Regions from separate parts of the Zea mays genome. Here region 1 is linked to region 2. The links are chromatin contacts, called in public Hi-C maps. All regions are on one chromosome and are shown on one strand. Each heading gives the region's core, a stretch centred on a gene start, on an enhancer-like site or on the middle of the called end of the contact. The rest is flanking DNA. Distances are from core to core; before and after follow the strand shown.

Region 1 (5,749 bases), core at 930-3,429, 220 kb after region 2:
GACCACACGCCCGGGCACCTGAAAAGATCATGGACGGCGACTATACAGGTCAGTAGTGTATCACTATCACTTCCAAGTATCGCTGGATCGTTACTCATGCACTCGTATGGGCAATATGCATTCAGGACCGCCATGCCGGTACGTGACGCCGCGCCAAGGTATAAGCAGGGACGTGAAGATCTCGCACAAGGCGAAGATGACCATCTACTTGGGTGGCATAAACCTTTACATTGAGAGGGAGGGAAACGACAGGGAGGACCTTCTCCTACCCAAGAACCAAACCGAGGAGATCCTGCACTTTGCCCAGGCCTCACCGACCCCGATCATCCTTGTCATCCTGTCTGGAGGAGGCATCGACATCTCCTTCGCGCAGAAGCACCCCAAGATCGGCGCCATCCTTTGGGCCGGCTACCCTGGCGGCGAAGGTGGCAACGCCATTGCCGATGTCATCTTTGGAAGATATAATCCAGGTAGCAAAGAAGGGCAACACCGCCGTACCACTTCTTTATTGTGCATTACTATCAACAATTATTTTATTATTATTATTGTTGATCAATGAAAAACAGGTGGAAGGCTGCCACTGACATGGTTCAAGAACAAGTACATCGAGCAGATCCCCATGACGTCCATGGAGTTCCGACCAGTGCCGGAGAAGGGGTACCCTGGCAGGACCTACAAGTTCTACGATGGCCCGGAGGTGCTGTACCCCTTCGGCTACGGCCTCAGCTACACCAAGTTCCAGTACGAGACCAGCACCGACGGCGTCTCCGTCAGCCTCCCGGCCCCGGGAGGCCACTGCAAGGGTCTCAGCTACAAGCCTAGCGTGGCCACCGTCCCAGCCTGCCAGGCCGTCAACGTCGCCGACCACGCCTGCACCGAGACCGTCAGCTTCAACGTCAGCGTGACTAACGCCGGCGGCCGCGGCGGCGCCCACGTCGTGCTGGTGTACACAGCGCCGCCTCCCGAGGTGGCCGAGGCGCCGATCAAGCAGGTGGCGGCGTTCCGCAGGGTGTTCGTGGCGGCCAGGAGCACCGCCACCGTGCCCTTCGCGCTCAACGTGTGCAAGGCGTTCGGCATCGTGGAGAGGACCGCGTACACCGTCGTGCCCTCCGGCGTCAGCAAGGTGCTGGTCGAGAACGGCGACTCGTCGTCGTCGGTGTCGTTCCCCGTCAAGATCGATTTGTCCGTTTAGCTCATGCTTAGTTTCTCGTCCCCATGTTTTAGGAGTTATTTAGTTAGGATCCGTTTTCGTCTCTAGCTGAAAAAATGGGATTAGTTGAATCAGAATTATCAGTTGTTTTCAGTTTCGGAAAATAAAATAAAGATGCCCATTGTTTTTCAAAACACTAGTGTACTACTGAAAATCAACAATTAGCAGAGGCAGTTTTTGTTAATCTTTTGATTGACGTGACGACGCCGGCCGACGATGGCGGCGGCTTGTGTGTTCGGGTACTCTTTTTTTTCCAGGAGCAACTCCAGATTAATTTCTAAATCTATAAGTTTATGATTTGGTGATCAGAGATTTAAGGGGATCATGGGTCAAAAATCTCTTTCGTATTCAAATTTGATTAGACAGGAAATTTCTTCTTCATAAATCTCCTCAAATTTTCCGGTCACCAAACCAACCAAGAATTAACAAATTTATTTTTTAATCTAATAATTTGTAGTAGGCTGAATAAAGTATTTGTGCCTCACTTTTGGCTCCTGTAACGAGCTGGTTCATGAGCAAAACGAGTCACACACCATGGCACGGTTCTGTTGCCCACCGGCGGTCCAGCCCAAATTATAAACAATCAGAACACGAGCACCAAATCGGCCCAAGATTCACCAGCAAAAATATCTTATATTAACGATATGTGCAATAAGTTTTTTTTGTCAGTTTGTGCAGTGCCAATTACCATCAACGCCTATGTAAGCAACACTAGCTCGGTTGGGCCTGGGCTCGGACCTGGTTAGCCTGTGTAAAAGGCTCCCAATCGCTCGCGCAGCCCGGCCGGCATTGCACGCTTGGCTGGCTCTCCGGTCAGCGATTTTCGTTGTGAACCACTAGTTTCATCCGTGAATTTCATCCGTCCCAATTAACAGCTACTCCTAAATTAATGGCATTCTATACATGGTTAGCTAGCCCCTGATTTCACTCGTGTCCTCACGTACCCATCCTTCCCGTTGCTATAAAGCCCTCCCTCCTCGCCGCTTCCAAAGCAGCAGAAAGCAATCGAGAGGAGAACCAGCAGCCTCCAATAAGAGCCAGCCAGAGAAACTAATAAAACTCTCACCGCCGCCATCCGAGAGAACAAGCCAACCGACCCCGTCCCCAAGGCAATCCGTCGCCGACGTACCACCGCCACCGCAGGAGCGAGATGGAGATGAAGAGGATCCTCTTCGCCGTCCTCGTCGTCATCGCCGCCTCGGCCACCGCAGTGCTGGCCTCCACCGAGGCCGCCGCCGCGGGCGCCCCAACTGCCTCCGAGTCGTCCGCCGAGGCTCCCGCTGGCGCTGGCGCTGGCGCTGCCGCTGGCGCCGCCGCCGCGGGGCCCTCCGCCAGCAGCGGCGCGCCCGCCCTCGCCGCCGCGCCCGCCGCGCTCCTCTTCTCCCTCCTCGCCTACTACCTCCACTAAGCGTGTGCGTGCTTACGTACGCGCGCATGGACGACGATGGATCCGTCCACCGTTGCCATTGCAGTTGCCTCGCTCGTTCTTGGTGACTGTTGCTGCGGTGGTCGACTTGGAAGACGTCACCTGCACCGCTGTTTCCATATATTATTATTGATGTGATCTGATATGAATATATATGCATGGTGACGGGTTGTGTTAATTACATAGACGTGATTTAATTTATCTATTTGTGTCAAGTCGTTCTGTAATCATGCGATGAAATATATGATTTGGTTTTCCATTTGTTTGAAATGCACATTGTGTCCTCCTCTCCATCTTTTACCCAAGTCCATTCGACTTTCCCTAACTATAGCATGGATTTATCTTTCTTAACTATAAAATTAGTTTTTTAGATTCTTCCAATTAGAAAACCTCCCTGTTGGAGACTTGTTCTCAAATTCTAAGAATTAAGAACAAGGCAACATAAAAAGTGTTAAGTGTTAGGGTCCTTCGTCCTTCAGAGCATTATATCCCTTTGGGAAATAATGAGTCTCGGACGAAAGTTATGAGAGACATACCTTCGTAAACATAACAAGTAATGACGAAGGACTCACATAAAGCATGAAATATGATATAAGCATCATCAAGGAATCATTTCTATTTTATTAACATGGAAAAACAGAAATGATCCCAAATTACAAATGTACCTTCGATCCTGAGAGAAGGTGGAAAGTACGAGCGTGACGCCAAAAGCAAAATGACAAATCAGCGTGAACAGTACGGGAGTACTGTTCATCTATTTATAGACGCGGGACGCAGCCCACGTAAAATTACATCCATGTCCATTACATTTGTTAACGGTTTATGGAGATCTATTGAGGACCCCGAAGTCTTTTCATCTTAAGGTCGGTTCCCCCTTGTGCCATCGCGCCGAAGCTTCCCTGCGTACAGCTTCGGCTGCCCCCGACCTTCGTCTGGTTCAGCCTTCGTCCTGGTCGTGCTCCATATCCATAATTCTGAATCCGAAAATACCTGTTCATATAATTCACTTGGAAAACATTGTCAAATCATGTTTTTGAGGACCTTCGGAGGACGAAGGCCCCCAACAGTAGCCCCTCGCAATATTAATTTGTAAATAATAAATTCAGATTGCGATATGGACGAAGGCCTTGAGCCGAAGGTCCGAAAAAACACCTTCCCTTTGCTAGGATAGCAACATTCACTGACAAGCGGGGCCTTTTAACTTTTAACGCCCTAGGCGTATAAATAAGAACACATCGCGAATTCATTTGGTACACACGCCTGCCTTTTGCTTCGGCCCACTAAAAATTTTTAGCTCTTGCTCATTGAGATTTGCTGGTCTTTTTGATTTCGAAGCTTCGGCCTCGGGAACAAATTTTTAGTGTTTCCGAAGATGTCTGAAGACAAGAAGATCCCTGCTGAGACGAAGCTGAGTCTCGAGGAGGAGAAGAATCTGGGGTTCCTGATAGCGATGGCAGAGACTAATACAGAGAAAATCACGAAGGAGATTCTCGAAGGTTTGTCCGAAGATACTGATGACAGCGATAGCTATGATGTAGAAAGTGATGGGGAAGAGGCCGAAGATCGACCGTGGCGACCAAGTCACTCAGTTTTTGGGAAAACAACCATCAAGCAGAGTCACATTGATAATATGAGAGGGCGATACTTCCGAGACATATCTATTGTGAGAGCTGATGCCGGGGAAAAGACTTCTCCCACCCCTGAAGAAGATGAAGTTGTGATTTTCCGAAGCCTCCTCAAGGCTGGGCTTCGATTCCCCCTGAGCAATTTTGTTGTTGAGGTACTGAAAACATTCCAAATCTACCTTCATCAACTCACTCCCGAAGCTATTATAAGAATGGGGATTTTTGTCTGGGCTGTGAGAAGCCAAGGTTTGGAACCAAACGCTAAAAGCTTCTGCAACATACACGAGTTATTGTACGAGACGAAGCCCTGGGGAAAGGAGCAATACCACAACAACTTTGGGTGCTACAGCTTCGGCGCCCGCTCCGGGTCAAGCTACCCTGTGCCAACCTTTCGGAAGAGGTGGCCCGGAGCCTGGATGTCTGAATGGTTTTATGTGAAAAATGATCTAACAGCGCAAAATAATGTCAAAAGTATCATTATGTACCCAATTTGGCAACGCTTCGGACTTCGAAGGCCGAAGGTTGAAATGGATGAGGCAGCCGAAGAATGCCAAAGAGCCTTCGGCGTAGTCTGCTCCTTCATTGGGACAAGGGACTTGGTCCAGGAGCACATTGCCTTCAGGATATGGCCACTTGCGGAAAAGTGGGAAATGCCGAAAGAAACCATCAAAGAGTCCGACGAAGGCGGACTAGTCAGATTAAAATACACATTCAAATATGCAGATAAATTTATTGAACCTGATGATGACTGGCTGAAAAGCATTGAAACATTAAGTGATGAATTACTTGGGGCATTCTCGAAGGCTGAAAATACTGCATTATCAGCAGCCTTCGGAGGCCGAAAAAAGAAGAGATTGAACCGAGTGTTTGATGCAATCGGGTTCTTCTACCCTGATTATTGTTATCCCGTCCGAAGGCAAAAAAGGAAAAACATAACATCTGAAAAAGAAGAAGCTGGAACTGCTCCTAGCGAGCTAGACCCAAAAGGAAAAAGGTTGAAGGTCTTCACACACCGACCACGCCATATTGAACCAGCTTCGGTGCCTGAGTATACTGGAGGAACTCCTTCGGCCGCTGAAGCTGAACAGCCACTCTTATTGCCAGAAATTGCAGAGATGGCCGAAGCACCATCGACAGAAAAAATGGAAGAAGCGAAAAATCTGACTAAGGAAAAAACCTCAGAAACTTTAAGTCCTGCAATAAATATTGAAGCAGCAAAAATCCAAAAGGCTCCAACGGTGACCCCAAAAAGGAAAAGAATGGTAAATGTACTAGATGTCTTGGAGACAATTAAGTCTTCAAGCACAACTCCAAAAAAGAGTGTTGAAATTGCTGAAGCTTCCTCTGAAGCTCCGACACAACAAACTGAAGCTGAAGCTGGGCCTTCAGAGCCCTTCAGGGAAAAAACTTTGGAAACCGAAGCGATAAAAATACCAGAACCAATTTTAATTGAAGAGACTGACACTGCCATCCCCGAAGCGCCTGCCA
Region 2 (5,750 bases), core at 2,774-5,273:
GAGGAATAGATGATATAGGGTCTCCTCTCTTTGCCAAAGGCAGTTTTCACAAGAATAGGAGTCCAGCTCCATGTTTCTCCTTCTCAGCATATTTCTGGTGTTTAGCCTATTTTTGAGCCACAGCCAGTAGAAGACTTTATGCTTAGGTTGACATTTGCTTTTCCAAACTAGTCTGTAGATAGGGTGAGTCTGCATCTGGCCCATGGAAAATCTGTAAGCTTTTTTGGGATGAGAATTTGTCCGACCCCCAAATGTACCTCCAGTGGTCGTGAGCATCATTCAGAACAATTTGCTCCCAGGATCCCTTCAGCACCAGAAATTGATCATACGCTTGTTCAGAGATAGGTAAATGAAAAAAACCATCAAACTGCTCCTGTTCCTTGGCCTCTTTGATAGTCAATTTTGAGTTTTTGACAAAGGAGAATAGCTCTGGGAAATTATGCCTCAGGATGCTCTGACTCCACTGATCATCCCAGAACGAAATTGATCTGCCATTACCAATAGCGGGAATAGCCAGTCCTTTGAAGTTTGGAAGAAGCTTGACTATGCTCTTCCACCAGAAAGAGCCAACACTTCTATGGCCAGGGAGACCACGGAGTAAATAGTAACTATTCCAGATAAGATGCACCCAAGGTAAGTCACTGTGATTGAAAAATTTATGCAAGAATTTGATTAGAAGAGCCTCGTTCTGTGATTCTAAGCGAACAACCCCCAGCCCACCATTCACTTTCCTCTGAGTAACCGAATTCCAAGCAATCAAAGGTGGCTTCTTGGAGTTGATGTTATTTCCTCTCCACAGACAGTGCTTTCTGAAAATGTCAATTTCCTTAATGATGGTTTTAGGAATCTTGAGCGTGCACATAAAGAACATTGGTAGGGCTGAGAAGACTGAATTTACCAATTCCAAGCGCCCAGTCTGAGACAAAAAGTTTGAGGAGCAGGACAACCTCTTCTGAATCCTTTGAATAAGAGGGAGATAATGTTCCTTTCTGGGTCTCGCAAGGCCCAGAGGCAAGCCAAGATAGGTGAATGGCATCTCGCCAATCTGGCAATTGAAGGTATGGGACAGGATCACCATTTTATCAGGGGACACGTTTATAGGGAACATATTTGATTTATTGTAGTGTAAGACTAGACCAAAAAGCGAGAATCTGCGGTTTGCTGATGAGTCTACTAAACTCGAGTCGACTGACGAATGCAGATTGCCCATTGCACTGGGCTATAGAAAAAGGTCCAATAATGTGGCACATGGTCGCGTAGGAAACACCTTTACGGCTAAAACCTTTCTTTCAATTCCTGGCCTAGGGTGTTGGCAATTATAGGGACCTAAAATAATCCGCGCGAGTTAATAAAAGCTATCGAGTCTGTCGAAATCCCTGTGCGAGAATACATGCATGGCTCGGGCAGCTGGCACGCCATGCCATGCCATCATGGGGACACACACACACACACACCTACCTCGCTCGCCAATAATTCTCAAACGCTGCGGGTTGATCCGGCGCTAAGATGGCGGATCATCTTCGGATCGGCTATACGGGTAACTCGTGATTGGTGCAACGGTAACCATCGAACAGGAATCTGCATCTGGCACTGTCTGTACAGAGACGAGAGTGCGAGTGAATGAGATCCGAGATCCAAGCAGTACCCTTGACAGCGAGGAGACCATTCATCACATTCAATGGCACATCTTGTGCGAGAAGATGGGAAGTATATGTATATATATTTTTCTTCTTCTTCATCAGCATGTTGGGTGTCTTAGAACTGAAAGCTGGAGTTACAAGTGCTCGACGTGCTTCTATCTTTCGACCTTCCATTTCATTTTGCACTTAGATGTACTCCAGCTGTACTCGGAATTTTCTCAGAGGGTTAAAAATGGAACGGTACGATTGAACATTGAAGGAGTGGATGACAGTCACTTTGTCCATCAAATCAAAACAACATTTGAAGTTCAACTGAGGCATCTGATGTTCCAATGGAAGAGAGCTCATGTTGTTTCTGTTGAGTTGCATGATGACCAAATTCCTTATAGAGAGCAACCCTGCTTCATAATCTTGCAGGTAATCCAACAAGCTGCTCCATCTTCTTCCCAACTTTATACTAGTTTATGTGCAAACAAGAGAGATACTTTGTATAGGAAAACGACGGACCATTTAACGCACAGTTGCAGATTACTATTACTGGCTGCAGTGTACCATATAATACCCAGGGACAAGACAACAGTACATCACATAGCTAGATAACTGCGAAGCCAAATACCCGTCTCAGCGAGACCACCATAAATAGAGCTTACACAACATAGCCAACATGCAAATCATTTTAGAACTGACCAGATGCAGAGGCAGGAATTCTCGAGGCGGGCTACACAAGTGTGCACCGTGCACTGCAATGCCCAACAACAAGATTGTAGCAGCAAACATGGAAGAGAAAGGCGCGGGGGGCAAGGCAGCAGTTCCGCATGACGAGTTACCGCGGTTTACAATCTTCCTGATACCCAACCGTAGGGAACCCCCCCTAGATCTTGTCGAGCTTGTCTGCCTTCACCACCGGATTAGCCTTGGCAATGGCGTCCCTGGCAGCAGTCCGGTAGTCGAACTTGCAGTCGTGCTTGTCGGAGTAGCGGTGGAGTGCGCAGTACAAGTTCCCACACCGGCAGTTGAATCCCGTAAGTCCAACCCTCTTCCTGCAGGCGCTGCACCGGTTCGGCCCTACCTTCCCCCCTTTGGAGATCGCCGCCACCCCCTCGCTGGGTCCGGCAACATCAGCGGGCTGCTGCACGTTCATTGTTTGCAACTCAACTTGGGCAACAGCTACTACCGTGTTGCTGCCAGCAACAACCGGCTCCATGACGGCGTCGCTGCCGTTCACGATGCTGTCGATAGAGGAGGCAGCCAGCTTGGCCTGATCCTGCTTCGTTATCATCTCCTTGTGGCACTTGGAGCACATGTTCATGGTCGCCGCGCTGCCGAAGAAGCCACAGTTATTGATGCAGAGGATGGGTCCCTCGGGGGCCTGGCACCCAGCCTCCTTGTGCTCCATGGCTTCCTTAACTAGAATAATACGAAACAACTGATCAATACCAGAATAGTAGTCGACATAGTGTGTCACCAGCTTCCCAAAAGTTGCTACTAGTAGTAAAAAAACAATCATAAAATCTAAGTGAAAGTTGGTACTGCCTTGATTCAGTAAGACATGCTGCAACCTAATGCCAGACTGAAGGTGCTATCAAAAGGGTAATTGTAGCTTGGTCAAGCGCCCAACTGAAGGTGCTATCATATAGAGCCTGCACTATCATTTGGCTAACAGCCGAATCACCTAACGGCAACACACCACGGGTGAAATCAATTCTAAAAAGATGGCCCAACTTTTAGCCGCTTTACGCAACAAATCTACAAAGTAGCAACCATATCTGCTCATTAACTTTCGGCAAAGCAGGCAACAACACACCCAACCAATAAGTGGAAAGGACTCGCCTTTACAACAGATAAACGCTCTTACCCCACCCCCACCCCCCCAAAAAAAATTATCTGGCTGTTGTTCGCTGTTAGGTACAGCGTAAATCGGAACGGCTCAATTGGTTCCGCATCGACCCACTCAACAAGCACGCAAAATATATATATAATTCACAGTTTTTGACCCGGACAACTAAAAAAACGGGGAAATTAATTGGATGCAGAGTGGCCAGATACACGAACCTCGGATGAGACGGCCCTCTTTGCGATTCCTCTCCGACGATCCCTGCGTGAACGACGCAAAGAAACCGATCAAATATAAGAGGGGAAAAAAGGAGGACGGCCCGGATCGGGCGCGCGAGGCGGAGCCAAAGCCCCAAATCTACAGATCAAAGGGAGAAGAGACCATATTATGATTGAATCGGAGGCAGCGAGGTGCTAACCCTAGGGGGAGACGAGGAGGCGAGGGGAGAGGAATCGCAGGGAATTCGGTGGGCTTCGAAATGGGGGGCGAAACGTGGGGGCGTGGGGAGAGAGATAAAGGAAAGGAGGAGGGCGCCGGAAATGACGAAGCTGCCCCCCTCGCCGGCCCCCGCGGCGATTTTTCCATGCCGGAGGCGGGCGGAGGCCCCCGCCGTTGGATTGCCGCCTACTACCTTTTTTTCTCTCTCTTTTTTCCTTGGGAGTGGAAATATCATTGCTTCTTTTGTGATAAGCTGGGAAATGTTAATCTGGTTTTCGCAGCATACGTATTGGACTTCTCTTTGGGATACCGGATACGTGACACAAAAATAGGTATTTTATATTTTCGTTAAATTAATTTCATCGTAAACATTTGAGGGATTAAACGAGCTAAAATTCCCTAGATGTTTAATTTTAAATAGCAGAAAGATTTTAGCCTTAATCCCCTTTAATAATAAAGAGGTTTTAGCCTCTTCAATCCTTCCAATCCTTTTGCTACAAACGGTCTCTTACTTGTGATCTGGTTTTAACCGATACATCGAGAACAATAGAAGCTGCTTGTAAAAGAACGTTAAAAGAACGTTAGGTTACCAGAATCATGGTAAAAAAAGGCACTTTATGGCCAAGCTGTTTTGGTCACGTTTGTTTGGACCTTTTTTAGCTTCTCGTCACCAAACGATGATATAGACTGTCATCAAACACCACAGCTTTTCAGTACTTTTATAAGAATTATTTTGGTAAAAATCGTCCAAAAACAACATGAACATAATATCGATCGAGTCGTCACGATAGTAGAAATCCATCGCTTTCTAGGTCCTGGATCCTTTGAACCATTTCATCTTCCTCCGCACGTAATCCCCATAATATTTAGATTCTTTCTACAACCAAAATTTCTTTACAGACATGTTCTTAGAAAAGCTGGTCAGAAAAAACTGAACCAAACATGCCCTTTATAATTCAGACTACAATAGGGTTTATACGTTGGTGGAAGGACTATGTATAACTTTTTTTTTTGTTTGAACATTTTTTTAAAATAGATTTACATGATGATCTGAAGTAATAATGCATGATTTCCTAATTGAAACTAAAAGATCATTCAGTTTCATCATATCTAAGCTTTAGCTAGCTAAAGTTTAGTTCAAAATATTAGCTAGCAGTGATATGTTTAGTTCTTAGATAGTGGACTAGTTAATACAAAAAGGCACGAGTATCTTTTTGATTTGACGTGACTCAAGATTAGTTCATGTCTCATGGGATATTTAAATTCATAATATTAAATATAGTCTAAGTATAAAACTAATTACATATATAAAGACTAAACGACGAGTCAAAATTATTAAGCCTAATTAATCTATGATTAGCAAATTATTATAGATCAATTAAGCTTAAGACTTGTCTTGCCGTATAGTTCTTATACATATAATTAGTTTTATAGTTAGACTATATTTAATAGTTCTAACTAGTATTCAAACAACTGATGTGATAGAACTAAAATTTATAGCTAAAATTTATAGCTAAAACAACTGATGTGTAAAGAACCTATGAATTTTCTTGTGATATATAATATTTAGGATTGTATGATGCTAAAGTAGACAATCAGAGGGAATGAATGATTGTGGAAGCTTAAAAATATTTAGTTCGCCTTCTCCTAATCATCACAAAACCAAAACATTGCAGTTTTATAATACTGGACAGATTGATGTTATGTTAGTAAAAATGTTGCTAACTAAAATCCGTAACTCCAATCGACCTCAAAACTTGATAAATTAAACTAGATAACATTATGAATCAAACCCAGTTGGAATCACGTCGATCGGACCACTGGATCTAAAGTTATAA

The links. A called contact is a pair of places that touch in the nucleus more often than the background predicts.
Region 1: a Hi-C map of endosperm shows a contact between it and region 2, with 4 times the contacts expected there. The contact joins the promoter of LOC100277458 here to the promoter of LOC542155 in region 2. A contact is called at or near these places in 4 of 25 Hi-C or Micro-C datasets (ear, endosperm, leaf and 1 more).

The regions. Positions count from the first base shown.
Region 1 is chr9:107,048,602-107,054,350 of Zm-B73-REFERENCE-NAM-5.0, forward strand. LOC100277458 reads left to right here and starts at 2,180. Exons shown (of 1, transcript XM_008661620.3): 1 at 2,180-2,912. The coding sequence starts at 2,361. The coding sequence ends at 2,618. It overlaps LOC103638806 (probable beta-D-xylosidase 2), which reads left to right. Exons shown (of 4, transcript XM_008661619.3): 2 at 1-48; 3 at 126-470; 4 at 567-1,394. The coding sequence ends at 1,192.
Region 2 is chr9:106,830,699-106,836,448 of Zm-B73-REFERENCE-NAM-5.0, forward strand. LOC542155 reads right to left here and starts at 4,024. Exons shown (of 3, transcript NM_001351998.1): 1 at 3,893-4,024; 2 at 3,693-3,735; 3 at 2,129-3,047. The coding sequence starts at 3,036. The coding sequence ends at 2,512.